Linked DNA regions of Mus musculus: region 2 is linked to region 1. A link is a contact called in public HiCAR-type data. All regions are on one chromosome and are shown on one strand. The core of a region is the stretch at or near the end of the contact, and the rest is flanking DNA. Distances in the headings are between cores, read along the strand shown. Region 1 holds the start of Galnt7 (polypeptide N-acetylgalactosaminyltransferase 7). Region 2 holds the start of Mfap3l (microfibrillar-associated protein 3-like).

Evidence for each region. HiCAR-type assays count read pairs that join an accessible place to other places.
Region 2: a contact with region 1 is called in a HiCAR-type map of astrocytes, with 5 times the contacts expected there. The contact joins the promoter of Mfap3l here to the promoter of Galnt7 in region 1. A contact is called at or near these places in 2 of 39 promoter capture datasets (hippocampal neurons and liver) and 1 of 115 datasets of contacts at active chromatin or transcription factors (astrocytes).

Annotation. Positions count from the first base shown.
Region 1 is chr8:57,650,518-57,654,452 of GRCm38.p6, reverse strand. Galnt7 (polypeptide N-acetylgalactosaminyltransferase 7) reads left to right here and starts at 1,398. Exons shown (of 12, transcript NM_144731.4): 1 at 1,398-1,600. The coding sequence starts at 1,475. AW046200 (expressed sequence AW046200) reads right to left here and starts at 2,700. Exons shown (of 4, transcript NR_040698.1): 1 at 2,466-2,700.
Region 2 is chr8:60,631,019-60,634,596 of GRCm38.p6, reverse strand. Mfap3l (microfibrillar-associated protein 3-like) reads right to left here and starts at 1,772. Exons shown (of 3, transcript NM_027756.5): 1 at 1,539-1,772. Gm34730 (a long non-coding RNA gene) reads left to right here and starts at 2,742. Exons shown (of 3, transcript XR_379010.3): 1 at 2,742-3,130.

The DNA of each region.
Region 1 (3,935 bases), core at 149-2,648:
TACAACCGAATACCTGGTTATCATTTTCTAACTTTTTGGCCTTGCATATTTCAAGTTGTGGTGGCAAGGTCATCTTAGACTACTAACAGCAGTTGGGTGAGCTCCCATCACTTCAGCGATGAGGGCTACTTCCCAGCTATGCTCATAATCACAGTCAGTTTTCCATCTTCTCAATAGTGGACAACCATATCTGAATAACAATGCATATACTGTTGATCACTAGGGGAGACTTAACCAAGTTTCACTTGTTTCGAAAGCAAAATACATGCAGATAAGGCAATATTAGGATTAAAAAGGTCAATTTACGCCATCCTTAAACCTGCTACCGAAAAGCATTTGTTCAACAAATTGAGTAGTTTAGGGGTATGGCACACACTGCAGACTGTGATTTAAAGTGATTGACATCTTTGGCACAATGTACAAGGGAGAGGCGTGTAGCTAAACATTTGCCAATATCCTTTCCTGGAAAAGTCAGTTGTGAGAGAAGCAACGATGCATGTACGGAACGTTTTAAAAGCCCGAAATCCACTTTCCCCAGAGTAGGAACTTGCAAGTCCATTAACAGGGACCGTAGTGAGAATTAGCTAGTCGACTTGGCTTTCTAATTAGCCCAAGAGAGAAGGCAATACTGCCTTTCCAAGTGAGTCCTCTTTTAGTTCTGTGGTGTTTGCACATCTCACCTGGGCCTTTCGATTACAAATCCACCTCCTTAAGGAGCCCTGTGAAAAAACAAGATTAAAAAAAAAAAAAACAGCTATAAATCAGCCACGTGGAGTTACTGCTGCAGCAGCGGTGGCTGACTTCCTGGTTTCCTTCCTGCAAGCCTCTGGCTGGGGAGATTGAGCAGTGGGCGTCGGGAAGGGCAGGGCAGCCTAGGGCGTCTGCAGGTCCACCTGAGGGGCACCGGGCGGCAGCATCCTGGCAGGGCACGGGCGTCAAGGACAGAGTTTTGGTCCCTAATTACAATAAAAGTTTGGGGATCTGCAAGCTTTAGGAAGCGGAGCCTTAGGGCAAAGGCTAAGACCAGACCTGGGGGAAAGTGTTAAGTTAGTTCCAAGGTTACTAGGGACTCGCGGGTGGTGGGGGGTGGGTTCTCGCGGTCGCGGGTGGAGGAAGGGGGTACTGCGGAGCTAGAGCGGGCAGGTAGAGAGAAGGGAAGCCTGGAAAGCTACACACGCCGGCCGGTCGGAGCTCTGCGGAGGCCGGCGGAGGGGAGGGGGTGCGGCAGAGCAGTGCAGAGGCAGGCGCGGGGAGGGGGCGGAGGGGCGAGCCAGGGGAAGGTAAAGCCGAGGGGAGTTCCGGATCTGGTGCTGGAGAGGGCAGGCGGTGGGGAGGGCGGCGGGCGTAGTGATCCGGGGGGGGGGGGGGGGGGAAGGAGGAGGAGGAGGAGGAGGGCCGGGGGAGGGGGAAGGAGGGAGGGGAGAGCGGTGGCGGCGGCTGCGCCGGGCTGTGTGTCTCTCGCCGCCGGAGGAAGATGAGGCTGAAGATCGGGTTCATCTTACGCAGTTTGCTGGTGGTGGGAAGCTTCCTGGGGCTCGTGGTCCTCTGGTCTTCCCTGTCCTCGCGGCCCGACGACCAGAGCCCACTGAGCAGGATGAGGGTGAGTGACCCGCCTGGCCCCCTCCGGCAGAGGCGACCTGCAACTTGTTTTTTTGCGCGCGCGCGTGAGTGTGTGTGTGTGTGTGTGTGTGTGTGTATGTGGCGGGAGCAAGGGGCGGCGGGGTCGCGGCCGCGTGGGCGCCGCAGCTCCGCAGGTGGCGCTGGCCCGGCGCCGGCCGATCGGGGGCGCCTAGCCCTACGCCGCGGGTACCCCTCGGCCGCCGCCGGCCCGCCCCCTGGCCGCCCCTTCCTCCCGCGCGTCCCCGCCCCGGGTTCAGCGCCGTCACCCGCGCTACTGCTGCTGCTGCCGCTACCGCGGCCGCCGCGGCGGCCGTGGTGGCGGCTATAGGCGGCCGCTCCAACGCCGGGACTGCCGGGGCGGAATCGCAGGACAGAGTCGGCTCCCCGGAGCCGAGGCTGCTCGGCGTCCGACTCGGGGCTACGACCCCCGCGCTGGCGGCAGGCGGGCGCGGGGTTGGTCCGAGCTGCGGCCTGTGGCGCGTGCAGGCCTGAAGGAGGCGAGATGCCGGCGCCGCCGCCGTGGTCCGGTGGAGCAGGCCCCGCGGTCCAGCCTCTCCTGTGGTCCCCGCCCAGTCCGGGTGCTCGCCGCGGGGGCGCCCCTAGCCTGTCCGCCTCGGGCTCCAGCCCACGGCGCCGCCTCTCCGCAACTCCCGTGGCCGGGAGCCGGGTGCAACGTGTAGCTGAGGCCTCGCCCCGCACCCCTTGTCCCTTCGATTCCCGGACAGGGGAGAGACACGTCCCCACCCGGATCGGCGTCCCTGCACCGGGGCGCCTGGGAGCCCCGGTCGCCCGCTGTGCTCCCTCGTCCTGCGGATCCGGAGCGGGCTCCAGTCCCCCGGCCCTACCTGGGCTGCTCCGGCCGAGGACCTAACTTGTGCCGGCTCCTGGCCGCCCCTCGCTGCCTGTTCCATCAGCCTGACGCCGAGAGGCGCGCTCCGCTGGGACGCATCCGTCTGCCGCCCTCGGCGCCGGCGTTAGTCTTGACAGTCCCGGCTTTGAGGGTTTAGTCAGGCTTCTCGGAACTTTAGTTACCGGGATCCGGCCACTGCGCTACGCTCGCCCCGGCAGTTGGCGGCGCGAACTGCTTCGCACCTCCCCAGCTTAACCCCCACCCCCTCAGCTTGGTGAACCGTTACACCCCCTGCTCCCCCGGAGTTCCTCATCCCCGAGCCCTCCAAGCCCCACAACCTCGAGTCCAGGTTAGACTCAGAAGAAGTGGGAGACACTAGGAGTTCTGGACACAGACGCTGAGCAGCCGTGGGAGGAGTCTCTTAAGAAAGTGCCTTCTGCAAAATCAGCGTTGCAGCTACATAATCTACTTTATTAATTTTACTTTTGGAAAGTTAGCGTCAGGAAGTTGAGGGGAAAAGCTTGTGACGACCTTCCAAGAGTAGGGCTCTTCAGTTGATGCTTATGACACACACAACTTAATCTGTAAATTGCTGCATTTGGGGCTGGCCTTACTGAAGTGGAGTCTCACCAAAGTCTAAATTGATGAATTTTTTTTTCCTTTTCACTGTGTTTGGAGTGATTTTTTTTTTGTATATTTTTGCTCTCAAACTGATTTGATGAGATGAATATTGAAATTGATTTTTTCAAGTCATGAACTGCTCTTTTATATAAGAGGCATTATATGATGCTGAAAATCCTAAGCCCCATTTTTCTGAGAAGGAAATTGAAAACCTGCTATAACTAGTTATGTTCAAAATGTCCTGTAGTTCTGATCCTTTTAAAGCCATGATTGGACCCAGCACGGTGGCGCCTGCCAGTAATCCCAGCATTTGGGGAGCTGAAGAAGGTCATATATAAGTTCAAGGACAGCTAGGCCTATAGGAGACTCTAGTCTCAAAAAGTTGGAAAAAGAAGTTGGGGTGCATCATAACTTCTTTCTAGGTAGTTTATTAGTGTTGATATATAATAAACTATAGTGCCCACCTTACTGTCTATAAAGTGAGCATAACTTAATTTTTTTGTACAATTTATTTGATAAGTTTGCCAATGGACCTAGTATAACTTGTCATTTCTGTATTTTGCCCAAGATAGACAAAGATTTTTCAAGATTTACTAGCATTGTATTAAAAAGAATGCTCAGGTATCAGGGGGCATTAATAACTTACGAGCAAATAGTAATCTAAAGCGATTTAGGTGTCAGATGTCATAAGAGTGTTTGTTCATTAAAGACTGCCTCTTCCCTCTGATTAAAAGGAACCTGTGGGTTCTTGAGACCCAGTGCTAGGGGAGAGTTAGGGCCGATTGGGATGCTGAGTCCCAGAGTCCTGGGTTTTTCCTCTACCTTGTGGTACTTTTCCGTTGAG
Region 2 (3,578 bases), core at 523-3,022, 3.0 Mb before region 1:
GTCTGGAAGTTCTTGAAGAAAAATATTGAAAGCTCAAATTAAACAATAGCTGTGGTACTTAAATAGTCTTAAATTTTTCAATTGTTAGCCAAAAAGGGTGAGGAGTGGGGTTTGAATAAGGTCACATGAGTGTGAGGAGATTTATTTTTAAAAGAAATGGTCTGTTGTGTTCATCTAGTGTCACTAGCAAACCCAGGGGGCACAGAAGTACAAACCCAGCAACACTTGTAAGACCTAGGTGCTCAGCCCCCTGCTATCAATCAGAAAGACACAGCTAAGGAAAGATCCCACTTGTCTCTTTCTAAACAGCACAAGGCATAGCTAGGTGGAGCAATCAGGGCACATTGTAAACGTGGTGCATCACACAGAGCCAGGTAATGTAACCAGTCATGTGCTGGGCTCCTCAAACTTGTAAGTATTTTAATAGATGAATATGGGTAGCTGTAGGGGAAAACAGTAACATTACCTTAGAAGGTACAGATTGCATTTTTGTGCATTAGCTCACTGCCTGCAAACTACCTTGCTCTAATTTAGTCTCTCCTGAAAAACAATTCTTTTTCCATCTTGCAGATTTAATCCTGAACATTTTACTATGTTGAGTGTAGTAGCAACTTTAAAAAAAAAGTGTTTTGCCTGGGGGGGGGGGAGTGAGAAAACTTCAAAAACCACTGTTTCTGCAATGCTGATTCCAAGTTCCTAATATAAAGCTAGAGCAAATAAAGATTGCTACAGTAACCACACTTTGAACAAGTGTCTTTCAAAACAATGACGACGGAGCCATAATATTTTCTACAGGGTGAGCAGCTGATGTACCTGCAAACATCTTCTTTTCTTTTTTCCAGTTTGCTTTATAAACCTTGGAATTTGCGATCCCAGGCTAATTTAAAGAGGGAGACAAGCAATTCTCGGGCTTAAAAAGGATTGACTCGGCATTTACTTTTTTAGCCAAAGAAGGACGTTCCCCCATTCCAGGCCACCAGACAATTTGGTGTCAACTTGCTATGGTGGGAAATGCGACAAACTCCAAGAGCTCTCAAGACAAGGAAGCAGCTCTTAGCACCAGCTGCTTCCCACACTCCTGCAGCATCAGGACGCGGCGCTTCGGAGCTCCCCACGCCGCCTTCCGGGCAAAGGCCAGTACACCCTTCCCTGTCTGGGGAAACTGAGGCACCGTGACAAGAACGATCCACAGCTGGGCGAAGAGCCCTGTCTCTGCGTGGCATCCTCCTTCTCCCGGGAGATTGGGAAGGCTCTGTGCTAACGCGCTGTGGACAGCGCGCCCCTGGCCATCAGAAGGTTGTGGCACGAGCCTTGGACGCGACTGTCCCCAACCCGCCGGTCTCCGCCCTGCATGTACTTCCAGCATCCTGCGACCAGCCACGAGCTGGGAGAGCAGGGCACCTCCAGGCGCGTAGCCTCGCCAGCCCAGGCGTCCGAAAGTTCTGCAGCTCGGGCGGCCGCTGACCACAAACCCGGTGCGAGGCTCCCTCCTACTGTAGCCCGCCGCCCAGGCTCGCCCGCCCAGTGCCCTCACTGACCTGACACCGCTGCGCCACTCGGGTGGTCGCCGTGCACCTCTCGCCATGGCCACCCGGGGAGCTCTGCAGCACCGAGCGTGTACCAACCTCCTCCGCCGCCCGCGCCTCTTCTCGATGCGGGTTACGAGCCCCGCCGCCGGGAGCCGGAGCTTCCCACCTACGGGCTCCAGAGCCGGCGAGAGCCGAGCATGCCCAGTGCGGCTCCCGGCGGCGCCGAGGTCCGGTGCACTCTGCACAACCGGGTTTTCGCCGCAGCCGCGGCCCGGGGCGGGCCGCTGCGGGTGGTGGGCTCCGCCCACCCCGGGCTGGCCCTGCAGTCTGCAGGGAAGCATCGTGCTCAGAGAGCCCGGCCTCTGGGCGGGACCGGGCGGCCACTGGGCGGTGCTCCCGCGCTCCACCCTGCCTCTTCCTCCAGACTCAGTGGTGCTAGGGCAGCGTGACTGGTAATTGTGGGGAGGCAGGGCGCTGCCGGCGTTGTCACCTCAACTTTCCGGAGCGTCGCGTCTCAGTGGCGTTCAAGGACACGCAGGCAAAGGCGTCTTCGAATGTCATCTTGGATGCCACGGGCAACCAGCCTACCCACGCATTAACCAACCTAGTCTCTAAGGCTGTCTTGTCACAGCACCTCGCGAGCAGGAGCATATGGGGCCTCCTAGGCGGCCGGCCGCGCTGTCACAGCAAAAGCACAGTGGACGCCTCGAAGTGGCACGACAAGACACAGCAGGGTGTTTGCGGTGGATTCTGAGTGGTGTGGTTCCGCGAAAATTTATAAAACTGCCCCTTAAAATTATTTGCAGTTTCGACATTCTCTCTAAAGAGCAGTTAAGTTGTTCTGATGAGAAAAAATAAGTATTCTAAAAATATTTTTACCACCTACATAAGTTTTCTGTGAACAGTCCTGCAATATTAGTGGATCTCTCCCCTGCCATCCCACACGCATTTAAATATTATGTACCTATCATCTATCTTTCTGTCTGTCTATCTATCTATCTATCTATCTATCTATCTATCTATCTATCTATCTATCTATCTATCTATCTATCTATCTATCTATCATTCTATCTATCTATTTAAGGGAGATCTTGTCAGTTTCTGGGACAGTGACCAAGCTCTTCTTCCCTGGCTCTTCTATCCTGGCCCCCTCCGGCCACGCCCCACACCGTGTTTTTTTTTTTTTTTTTTTTAAGAAGGGTAGCCCCGCCCCCACACCTATGTTGGTCATAGGCTGCTGGAAAAACACGGAGAGTTGGATTAAGCAAATTAACGCTACTAAAGTGGCTCAGGCTGTCAGACCCCGCGTATTCCACTCTGAGTTAGGAACAGCTGTCAAGATGACAGGAAGCTGTTAACGGGATAGCAGTCGACCTCCTTCTCTGTGACTGACAAACCCAGAGGCAAAGTATTGTCTGTGACCTCAAGCCCTGAGTTCCGCCGCAGAAGTGGCTGCAGGCAACTGAGCATGCTCTGAACAGTGCCAGACTGCTGCACGTGGTTGCCTCTGGCATCTGGCTGCCCAAGGTTGAGGAACATCAAGACACCAGAGCTCAGAAGACAGGAGGAGGGAGCTGCCCTTACAGCAAGCAATAGCATGGGTACGTGGGACGAACGGACGAACGCTGGTGCAGAGGGATTTATGTGCCAATGGATGCACGGGCTCTCGTTTCTAAGCATATCAAAACCTAGTCCTTCTCCAAAAGCCTGAGAAATGGAAATCATACTTGAACATTAGTTTCCATAGCATCTTAGCTCAACGAACCTCCCTGCCTCTTTCAAAAACCTAATCCGTTCAAGTTTTCAGTAACCATTCTGTACAGTTGTAGCTGAGAACCACACGGAATCTGTCTCCCTTTGTTCCAGTCAGTCATGTGTATTCTTGTAAAGTATTTTGGTATTCGCTTTGGTTCTATTTCTTTTCCTACCCACTCCTTTTTATTTTTTCCTGTCGCAAACCTGCAGAATACTCCCGTTCTATCTTAGAAATACTCGCTGCAGCATGCTTGTGTGTTTAACCCTCAGTGACGGAAGACTGGAGTGGGAAAG